Linked DNA regions of Oryzias latipes: region 1 is linked to region 2. A link is a contact called in public Hi-C data. All regions are on one chromosome and are shown on one strand. Each heading gives the region's core, a stretch centred on a gene start, on an enhancer-like site or on the middle of the called end of the contact. The rest is flanking DNA. Distances are from core to core; before and after follow the strand shown. Region 1 holds the start of LOC101169274 (homeobox protein HMX2-like). Region 2 has its middle 16 kb from the start of LOC101171806.

Evidence for each region. Hi-C and Micro-C count contacts between places; a contact is called where the count stands out from the background.
Region 1: a contact with region 2 is called in a Hi-C map of embryo, with 2.0 times the contacts expected there. The contact joins the promoter of LOC101169274 here to the enhancer-like site in region 2. A contact is called at or near these places in 2 of 5 Hi-C or Micro-C datasets (embryo and fibroblasts).

The regions. Positions count from the first base shown.
Region 1 is chr1:34,742,075-34,747,921 of ASM223467v1, reverse strand. It overlaps LOC101169274 (homeobox protein HMX2-like), which reads left to right and starts at 2,497. Exons shown (of 2, transcript XM_004066290.4): 1 at 2,497-2,824; 2 at 2,946-4,025. The coding sequence starts at 2,665. The coding sequence ends at 3,499. It overlaps LOC101172056 (homeobox protein HMX1-like), which reads left to right. Exons shown (of 2, transcript XM_023960932.1): 2 at 1,197-2,017. The coding sequence ends at 1,819.
Region 2 is chr1:34,659,519-34,664,628 of ASM223467v1, reverse strand. No RefSeq gene overlaps it. Among protein-coding and RNA genes, the nearest start is that of LOC101171806, 16 kb to the right of the region's middle. Within about 2 kb of position 3,443, at least 2 of the 8 cell types and tissues checked have an H3K27ac peak or open chromatin away from gene starts, as enhancers often do.

The sequences.
Region 1 (5,847 bases), core at 1,248-3,747, 84 kb before region 2:
TCAAAGGCGAACGCGCTTCGACCGCAGCGCGCGCTCGCCTCGAAGACCCACGTTCTATGTCAGACACACAAAAGCCACTTCTCTTCTTTAGCGGGCGCAGGCCGTGGCTATCCTCTGATTTGGTGTCGGTGCCTCGGTTCTGGGATTAGGAATTACGCACGCATGCCCCCAGCATTCCAAAACAAAAGCGCAGGACGGCACGTCACGCACAACCGTCTTTGGCGGCGCGGATGCTCGCAGGGCCGTCAGAACAGCGTCGGATGGACAATACTGGGGGTCCAGGTGTGATAGCTGGCCATCGTTTACGCGGGGACATCTCCACCCTATTTGAAGTCTCTGCGGGGGTGGAGGGATGCACAGCTCTTCATACAGACTTCACAGATTAAAACTATGAACAAAGAACTGTTTTGTTGTTTACTGTAATGCTGCAGCCGCCATCAGTAAAGAAGAGACTACACAGCAGCCCGCCCATGTTTGGACGCATCCATGATGAGGGAGGGACAGGGCGACACGCAAGGGGGTGGGGTCCAGGGCCCTGCACCGTGTGACGCCATGGCGACCGTCAAAATCCATATCTAAACTTATAGATAACATCTATTATGATTTTGCCAAAAATCCTTTATTCTCTCAGAGGAGAATCGTCTTTTCCTTTTAAAGAACACGAACATTCACTCTCCAATCCTCTTTACTCACTCAGTTCTGCTGGGATTTCAAGGCCAATTTCCTTTTTTTAATTTCACTGCGCAGAAGCAACACTGCTGCGCTCCAGGAGGTTTTTTTAAAATCATGGATCATTTTTACGCTGCTGAAAATAAGAAAACAGTTCAGTTACGGGAATTAAAGCAATGGGGAGTTTAAAAAGAAATTAGCGTAAGAAAATGAGTGGGCTACACTAGGGGGAAAGGTGGTTTTACTGTCCCCACTTCAACAAATAAAAACGTTTTCGGGTAAAACACAAGTGTGTGAAGTAAACCAAACTTCCTAAACTTTGTGCTCCAACGTCCTCAATTCATTACCACAACTATAGGCTCCAGGGCCTTTCTTTGTAAAAAAAAAATGACTTTTTAAATTCCATCTTCAGTCATCTTTCGTGCGGTGGATTGATAAAAACATTTCTCAGAACCCCTTTACAACAGCGGATGAATCACGAGCCAGGATTCCAGTTCTGAATGTTTGGTGTGTGTGTTCTTTTTTAGGTCCACGGGGCAACACGAGTTCGGGGGATCCGAGCTGTGACCGGGCTTCACCCGCCGTGTCCGAGCCCACGACTGAGAGCAGCGACGAAACCGACAGGAAAACTGGCGACTGCTGCTTAACGGACGACAACGAGGACGCACCGAGCGCCTTTGACGCACGTTCCGAGCCGGACGCGGCGCCGGAGCCGGGCTGCACCCGCAAGAAAAAGACCCGGACCGTGTTCAGTCGCAGCCAGGTGTTCCAGCTGGAGTCCACTTTCGACGTCAAACGCTACCTGAGCAGCACGGAGAGGGCGGGCTTGGCCGCGTCTCTCCATTTGACAGAGACGCAGGTGAAGATCTGGTTCCAGAACAGGAGGAACAAGTGGAAGCGGCAGCTCGCCGCTGACCTGGAGGCAGCGCACATCCCAAACTCCAGCCAGCGGATCGTCCGGGTGCCCGTTCTGTACCATGACGGGGGAGCGCCCGCCGCCGCCGCCGCGGCCGCCGGCGCGTTGAGCTTCAGCCTGAGCCGGCATCCGGGCTCTGCCCCGGCGGTGGGCTTCTCAGGCTCCGTCTACCCCCTGTCGTCGTTTGCTCACTCCATGAGCGTGCTCAGGGCGCAGATGACCGGCTTGGTGTGAGGACTGCAGCAGACCTCCGTTAGTCAAGAACACAAACGGGCAGCCTGCGTCTAAAGAGCGGGATATTTTACATTTCTGCTCAGAAGAGGACTGTAAAACTTTTATGTTTGAAAACACATATTTTTGCTAAAATTTATATTTAAAGTCACGCGTTTCCAGGTTTCTCACATTTTCACAGAATAAAAAAATCAAGCACTTCCCAGGTTCTCCTTTGTTTATCACACAAGAGTCTTCCATGGTTCAAATGATAACATCCATGCAGACAAATCACAAAAAAGAAGAAAAGAAGGGTTTCTTTTTTATAGCTTTGATGAAAACCTTGCTGCAGGTTTTCACTTTTTATCACGTGACGCAGACAAATAACATGCAAGCTGCATATGAAGACGATGAAGCAAAGGCTTTAGGTAAAAAAGTTGCAATATTTTTTTCATGAAAACAATATGTATTTTTTTTTATTTAGAAAGAAGAGCCGCACGCGCAGCTGAGACAAAAAACAACCTCATGTTTCTCAGCATCAGAGCTGAGTAGGTGACCGGCGGGGCCCTGGAGGGCTGCAGACAGCGCTGCTGCGGGTGGACGAGGAGGAGTAATGTGACAAATGAAGGGGGGGGGGGGGGGGGGGGGGGCGTCCCGTCCTCCTCCCTCCCTCCCCGCCATTGGCGCACACCGAGCGCTGCGCTGAGCCAATCAGCAGCGGCGACGCGCTCCGTGAGCGGTTGTGTAGTCGGAGCAGAACGCGCGGCGGCAGGCAGTGTCTGCTCAGAAGCGGCAGCTGCTGATATGGTGCGTCAGTGGCCGCAGTAACGAGGAAGAACGCACGGAAAGCGCCTAACGTCTGGGAGAATATGAGCAAAGCCGCGGCCCCATGTCGACCCAGCGCCTCCCTCAAGTTCACAATTGACAACATCCTCAACCTGAAGCCGAGCGGGACGAGCTCTGACTCCAGCGGACTGCGGGATGAGCTGCGTGAGGACACCGCAGGCCAGCAGAGGCCGGACCAAAGCGGTAAGACGCGCGCCGGATTCCTCTGACGGGACGGGGGGAAGTTCGAACAGAAGTCTGGTGAAAGTTCACAGCAGTGGCTGCGCGCGCTGAGTTTTCATCAACTGTGTCACTTGTCTTTCAGTGTCGATCAGAACCTGCAGCGCAGACTCGGAACCGGGTATCCAAAGGACGGGCGCGCGCTATGAGAGCGGGGACAGCAGCTGCGACGACAGCATCTCCAGCAGCGCGGCGGCGGAGGCGCTCCAGGGAGGCAGCCCCAGCAAAAGGAGCAAAGTCATCACGAAAAAGAAAACGCGCACCATCTTTTCCAAGAGACAGATCTTCCAGTTGGAGTCTACCTTCGACATGAAGCGGTACCTGAGCAGCGCGGAACGCGCCTGCCTCGCCAGCTCTCTGCAGCTCACGGAGACGCAGGTCAAGATCTGGTTTCAGAACCGCAGGAATAAATTGAAACGACAAATCTCCACAGAGATAGACGGACCCGCGAGTGATTTCCCCGAGGCAGCAAAGCCCGTGGCGGCGGGGCAGCTGCCGGCCTTGTACAAGGAGAGCAGCCTGCTGGGGAGGTGCCTGCTGCCGGTGCCGCTGCCCGTGGTGTACCCGGGCGGCGGCGCGCCTTACCTCTGCTTCTCCAGCGCCAGCAAGTACTTCAGCCTGTACGACGGAGACGTATGAGGCTTCCAGCGACCAACAGACGCTCCTGCTGGTTTTGTTGCCAACTTTCAAGTATTTAGGGGGGTCCAGCGAGACCGGAACTTCGTTTTCAGACTGAAGGAAACGGCCCAGAATACGCGGCATTATTTATTTTCAGCGCCGGCTGCGGCTTTCCGGAAGGCCTGACTCTGAACTTCCACCCGGCTTCACTGATGATGCCTGAAACCTGAGCATTCACAGCCTGTTGTTGTTTACATCATATATATTTTATTATTATTATTATTTTATAGTTAACCAGTTTTATTGCTGCGAAAGCCACCAAAGAAATTACTGTAGCCTATCTGCATGCATTTCCTGTATTGTAAGGAAGTTTAAAATACAGAAATTATCTTTGTATTTAAATGAATGTAATTAGCAGTTCATTTTTCTTTTGCGCATGCTTTCTTTTCTAGTTATTTTATTATTACTATAATTTTATCCCACTTTGCCTAGAAGATTATTACACCTTTTCATAAAGTGAAATTAAAAAAAATCTTTAAGAAATGTACATATCGGATTCAGTAATTTCAGATAAATATTATTTTGATAGATACCTTATTTGTATTTTTTTAAATATATATTTATATATTATTCTTGCTGACAGAGTATTATTTCTATAAATGAATTAGTAGTGAGTCGGTTTTCCAGCATCAACCTTTTATTAGGCCTCAGCAGCACAAGCAAACTAACACTTTAGGTTGCAGGAAAGATTTCATGGTGAAACAGTTCTTAAGAATTTGGGATCATAAAAATAATAAAGCAACAGAACTTTAAAATACGAGGGGGGTATGGTTTGGAGTAAAGCGTTTTAGAAAATAGCAAACATATAATTAAATATTTTATTATTTTATATAAAATTATATTTATTATATGAAAAGTTTTACATTTTAAATGTCAGATTTACAGGGAAATTGGTCAGATTTGCTCTACAGTAAATAATCTGAATGAGGCATGTTTTAACATTACTGCTTCTCAGCCTGGCTTCAGACCAAAAATGCAGGTTTTGTGGTGTAGCAAAAAAAAGACTTGTAATCCTGTTTTTTGTGAAAAAAGCAGACATAAAGCTCTCCTAATGATCAGCGGCTGAAATCCCTCCACATAAAGAAAAACATCACTTTATACAGTTTTGCTCATTTTCTGGTTGGAGACGTACTCAAAACAAAATAATCCTTGTGTAACGAGAAACTTTCAATGAAAGAAACTGTAAAATGTCCACATATTTGGCACAAAACAGTAAATTGACAGCAATGAATTTAGTCTGTTGTGGAGAAAAAGAATAATTCCATAATTGGATTTTCTTTGTAGCCACTTGCTTTCTAATATTCCTAAAAATAATATTCCATTTAGCAGAAATATTAAATTAGCCAAAAAGATTTATTTTGGAATTACACATAATTGTTATATTTATGTATTTTTAGCTGCTTTAATTTCCTCTGAGGACATAACTTGTGATAAGGGTGTTGTTGGTTTTCTGACTTCCCTTTCTTTCTGACTGTCATTCTGCTCTGACCGCTTCAACGCATCACTAGACCTCTCTCTTTGGGATAATTCGACATAAATGGCAGACCTCTGAAGGACGGACTCATGATGTGGCGTGAAAGCGCTCCTGAAGATGGTGACGGGACAATCCTGATCCGTTTGTGTCGGAATAGGAAACTTGAAAGCGCCCCTTCACACCGCAAAACAACGATTTGAGAAGCATCCTGTGCAGGAGCGTGTTCACCAAGGAGAAGACATCCGGCTGCCTGTCTCGTGTTTCAGAGCTGGAGGAGACTCACGCCGCCGCTACCACTACCCACAATCCTCAACGGCTCAGCAGACTTTCAGGAGACAAGGTGTGGTAACATGCTGTCAACATGGCTGTTCCAGTTAAGAGACCTGAACGTGTGGAAGAATCTCAGATTTGTTCTACTTCACGCTAAAAACATGTTAAGGCCCATTACTAGTTTTTCTTAGACGTGCTAATTGCTCCTACCACTGAGCTCTGTTTGTTTTGTGACTCCGTTCTTACTGTACCTCCCCACGCCCCCTGCCTTGTCACATCTCATCACTGGCCCCTGTGCACTGAAGCCTGAGCCTGTGTGATTACCACTTAATGAAAGGGACTGAGGAGCACAGGGTGTTGTGGAGGGGCGCGAGGGGGGGCAGGCTGTTGCTCAGGACGGGTTGATGAGCGCCTGCTTGTGTAGGAAAGAACTGAAATCCCGTTTTGTGTAGCTGAACAGCTCTGTGCTCTACCGCAGCCGTGGCGTAGCGGGGGCCAGGCAAACCCCAAACGAGTCTTACGAGCGGCTTCTTTCTGCATGACTTGGTGGGGGCCCCTCGGTCAG
Region 2 (5,110 bases), core at 2,194-4,693:
CGACACAATTGTTAATGTCAGAGATGGATCTTCCAGTCTGATGACAATGGTGTTTTTGGTTTTCTTAAGAAGTTCTTGCTGCATGACGGAGGACATAAATAAAAAGTAAATTAAGCTTCTGAGTATTTCTTTTTAAAAATTGCTGTGAATTAACTAGCCTGAGCGGAACCTGGATCAAAACTGTCCAGCTGGTCAGCTCCAATAATGCTAGCCCTTCTGTTGCAGCGATAATGCTAGGTTGGGGGTGTTAGGGGCTGTTATGGAGGGGAAATAGACTTTCTTGATCTGTGTGTGCGTAGTACCGTGAATTCCGGACTACAAAGCGCACCCGATTACAAGCCGCACCCACCCATATTCATGTGTTTGACTGCTTTTATACATACACAAGCCGCGTCAGAGTACAAGCCGCGCATGTGTTAGGCGATATTGTCATCCTGACGGATCACGCCCAGCATCCCAGAGTGAGTGCAATTTATTAGCACATTGTGGGTGGTGCCAGTTTTGCCTCTGAGTCACGTATTTGAGTGTATCCACATCTGTCAAACAGCATGGACCTATATTCTGTTCACAAGTGCCAGGGCAGCTTCAAGGAGGAGCACTTCGTCCCCGTTGCGCCGATGGATGGAGCAAATCGTTTCTGTGCAAAGCAATCGGACTTAATACTGTACGTTTTGTGTATGAGGGGTGGATGCGTTGTTACGTGTGGGAGCCATCAGACTGCCATCGGCCCCGCAGCTCAATCAGCAGGAGAAGATGTCTCCAGCTCACACGGAGGCTGTGAGTTTTTCAAAGCAAAATTCCGCTTTTACGGTTTCCTTAGAAACCGTAAATGGAGTGTAAATTCACTCCATGCGCTGTTCTCTCCGTCACGCAGCAAACCGGCTTTTCCAAACCCGTTGGTGACGGTGGACTTTTTTACGCTGCTTTTAACGATTGATTTTAACTTGAAAGCTTCATCATAATGTAGCGGCGATCACGTGCACGTTGGGTCTAATGGCCCCAAAGGATTCTGGGATGCGGCCGGGCATGCGTGTTTCGTTTTGTTGAACCATGACTGAAGTGTCTAAGACCTGAAGTCAAGTCCATGCTGTTTGGTTGCTAAGAGGTGTGTTGATTAAAAATGCCTCGTGCTTGGTGTCAGATAGAGAATTCAATCTATTCACTGAGTTCGAAAGTACGTACATGGCGGCCGCCAATTAAATCCATAAATCAGCCGCGTCACTGAATAAGCCGCAAGGCTGTAAGCGCAGGAAAAAAGTAGCGGCTTGTAGTCCGGAAATTACGGTACTTGATTTGTAACTCATAGATTTGTGCGTAACTGTGTTTGCTTGCAACTGTGTATTGGTATGTTCATCTGAATATCATAAACTTACAAAATACAACCACATTCATGCACAGATGAGAGTTACAAGTGCACAAGGGGTTGTGAGACTCTTTTCACATCTTCAGATTTGCATTTAGACGATGCATGTAAGTGATGCTAGAATGCTGGGTCAACAGAGTTTTCATATCAGCCGCTTTGAGTTTAGATTGTGAATAGTATTATCCTCCTGAGAACCAGACCCTATATATGTCCTCTGTGGGGGACAGTTGTTCTTGGATTAAGTCATTTGACTCATTTGAAGTCTTTATAACAAGGACATCCTGGGTTTTGTCTGAGTTCCTTCCCTGCTGACTATAAAATGCCATTTTCTAGTGCTGTCCGAATCTACAATTCCAAAATCCAGTGCCCTGGACATTTCCCAGAAGTCTCTGCAAAAACCAGTGTGCATCAATGCTCACTCACTTGATCGGCAAATATAGACCACAATGCATTGCGTCTGAACAATTATTTGCCAAAAAAATATATATCTGTTTAATAAACCATCAACGTTTTTATCTTCAGAAGACACTGGACTCATAAATAAGTGTTGCAACTCGCTGATGTTAAATAGATTTTTAGTAGTAGTGAGCGTGGTGTCTGAATTGTTTTTAAAATGCAGGGCACTACACAGTCCCACACTTAATAGTTTTTTAGTAGTTAGGGGTTAGGGCAGGTAATGGGACACAGCCCTGGTCTTTCCAATGATATCTTCCATGTTTGGGTGGTATCATGGCAAGTTTGGCTTTCTGGGGAGGCAAAGAAAAGGTCATAAATGAATGTGCTGCTTCAGGAGGATATCTAGAAAAAATAAGACTTTCTTTCACCATTTTCTTAAACAGATGGAGAAAAAAAACGGACACCAAATAAGCATTTTTAAACACTCCAACCCTTTTTAAAGACAAAAAGATTTCCAGACTTGATGGCTCCTTCTCTGCAGCTAAAACCTCTTTGCTCTCTGAGTGCAGAGAAGGACTTGGTGCTGTCTGCTATTGCCCTGATTGGGGACTGGAGCTCAGGGCAGAGCTCTGTGCTGGAGGCTCCAAGCAGACACACATCCAAAGTTACACACAAGCAGGCAGAAACAAGTTACAAATCAAGTTTTTTCTTGACCGGTGACGGGAAGGGGGACCGGGTTGCTCCACACCAACAGTCCTGCCCACAACTCAGAGGTGAATTTTTCAGAAACTCCTGCTGCTCAGCAGAAACTATGTCCTAGAAAACAACAGGTTCTTGGAGTTTGGCTAAATTGATCGGAGTGGGACGTCAGTACATGGAGAACCCCTTTGGTCAATTATAATTTAGTTGTTTTTTTTTACTTGTACTCTTTTTCATTGTGAATTTAGGGTTTTTGGTGTTTTTAGTTTTTTATTTTGGATGACTTCACTCCCCTGAGGTTAATTCAAATGTATGCGTTTCAATTAAATGATAATTCTAACAAATTCAAGCCATTTGTGTAAATAATCTGAAAATGTTTTTTTTTAGTTCTCTGTATATTCTAACCTGACATGGAAGAGATGTTTGGATAATGATAAGTTTGATTTTTTTCCCTCTAATTAAAGGCAGCACTTCTGTCATATATTGTGTCTTTTCTTTTGCACAGATAAACTTTCCTGCCCTCCGATCTGCTTTTTCTACGTCCTTCTACTCTTGCTGTGATCTGGTTTTTGCCGTGTACTACATCAATAACTAAAATACACATTCTTCAATACGAGAATGTTGGAGAACACCAGCCTAACTGACATAATGAACGTTCAGTGAAGGATTTAGCAGTTCAGACATACATGTTAGTGCTGCCCAGCAGGTCAGTTAGGAGGCAGAGCGCGCCGTCTTCTCAGGCATGAGGAGGGCGAGGGTCCGTCTTCTCAGGCATGAGCAGGGCGAGGGTCCGACCCGAGGCTGAGGCTGAGGCTGCTGTGCTGGCAGCCAGTGGCTGCTGGGTTTCTGGAGGCTCTGTGACGTTAATGCAACATGGCAGCCCTGAGGGCAGAGCCCATGCAACTTTCTCAGCCCTCTTAGAGTAATTGGTGACCCCTGAACCTGGCCTTCGTGAAAAGGGAGGAAAGAGAGGGCAAAGGAGAGACAGGAGGAGGAGCAGGGGGGGGGGTAGACAGCGGAGACGCTGCAAAGAGGAAGACGGGGCTGGGAAGAGGAAAGGCCAAAGGCAGAAGAAAAGAGAAGTCAAGTAGACGTGAGGCGGGAGGAAAAGGTTAATCTCCTTAACTGTGGATGGTCTCAAAGTTCAGAGACGTAGAAATCTGCATGTCCTCTGTGTACCAGCGTCACAAGAGACAGATGTGGAGACGGCCACTTCATCCACATCTGCATCTTCATGCAATGACATGAAGAAGACGTGTGGTTTGGATCTTTCATTTCTTATCATTTGAACTTTTTTTTCCAATCTTTTTTTATGATTTACCCTTTTATTATGTCTAGTTTCAACAAGTGTTTATGTTTAATAATTAAAAACCCATACAGGATGTGTGTATATAGAAACAATCTCATCAAAAATACCACTTTATGTTTGTTGAAAAACTGCACATTTTAAATAATTGAAAGTTTTTGTTGCTGTCCTTTTTATCTGTAGGAAAGATGAAAATAAAACTAAATGTTATTTAAATATTATATGGGACAAGATTCAGAGGTTGTTAAGTACGCCTACATTTCTATATTGCGTGTTTCTGTCGTTCGGCTTGAGTAAACAACTTATGTAGTTAATTTTCCCAATATTCCAGTAAAAAATGTGCAAACCAGCCGGGGGCATCACTCCTGGAAGCTAAAAACTTTATGTCTGCACTTCTTAGCTTCCCAATGATGTGCGAAGAGTTACAGGCGGTGGTGTTGAATTTTGGGGGGAAATTCCGCGCATGGTGGCCTCTTCCCGAGGTCAAAGGTCAACAAAACTTTAGTTGTGGTCGTAGACTTAAACTGGCGGCTTGTGTGAAATGTCGGGGGGGGGGGGGGACTTGCTCAAATAAATGTATTTCTCACATTGTGGGAAAACGTAAACATCACCAAATTTCCCACTTTGCCACAAAAGGGGGCCGCCAAGCCGTAGGCCCTGTGGCCTTCCGCGAAACCTCCTTTGGAAATCCCAGACACGTGTGCTTTGGTTTTGTTCATGGATTTTGGGGGGAGAAAAGTCACTTTCATGAGCCCCTTAAGAGATTCTGAGTATGTGTCAGCACTGCAGCAGGACAGAATGACTAAACGGATGGAGAGAGTCTTCCTCCTTCACTGATGGTCAAGCGGTGAAACAGTCAGATGGTCTATGAGTCTGAAGTAACTAATGCTTGATGTCTTCTGCAACAACAACCGGTTCTGCTGGTAGAAGATCTATGCGGGCGATGTCTGTTTCCACTGCCAGGGCTGGACTTTAACTGTGACAGAGATGCTTCCTCCCCCTCCTCTTCTGCCTCCAGAGAGCCAAACCAACGAACCTTGGTTCGTTTCCTGACAACTGTTCAGCCGCTAAGGGTCCTCTTTTCTGGTACACAGAACCCTCCCCATAAATCAATACATGAGAAGCACAATCTAAAATCTAAAATCAAATCCCTTCCTTTACCCAGACCAGAGCTTGTGCCTCACTCACGCCTCATCGGTGAATCTTGCGTTCACCTCGATCGGCGCTCCCGCTTGTCTGTGTGGGTCGCTCCATGCCGTATGAGTCCATTTGTCTCCACTGATGGAAAATAATTGCAAAGCAAACAAATCATGTCTGCCACATTGAACAGGCCTCCACTCCTGGGG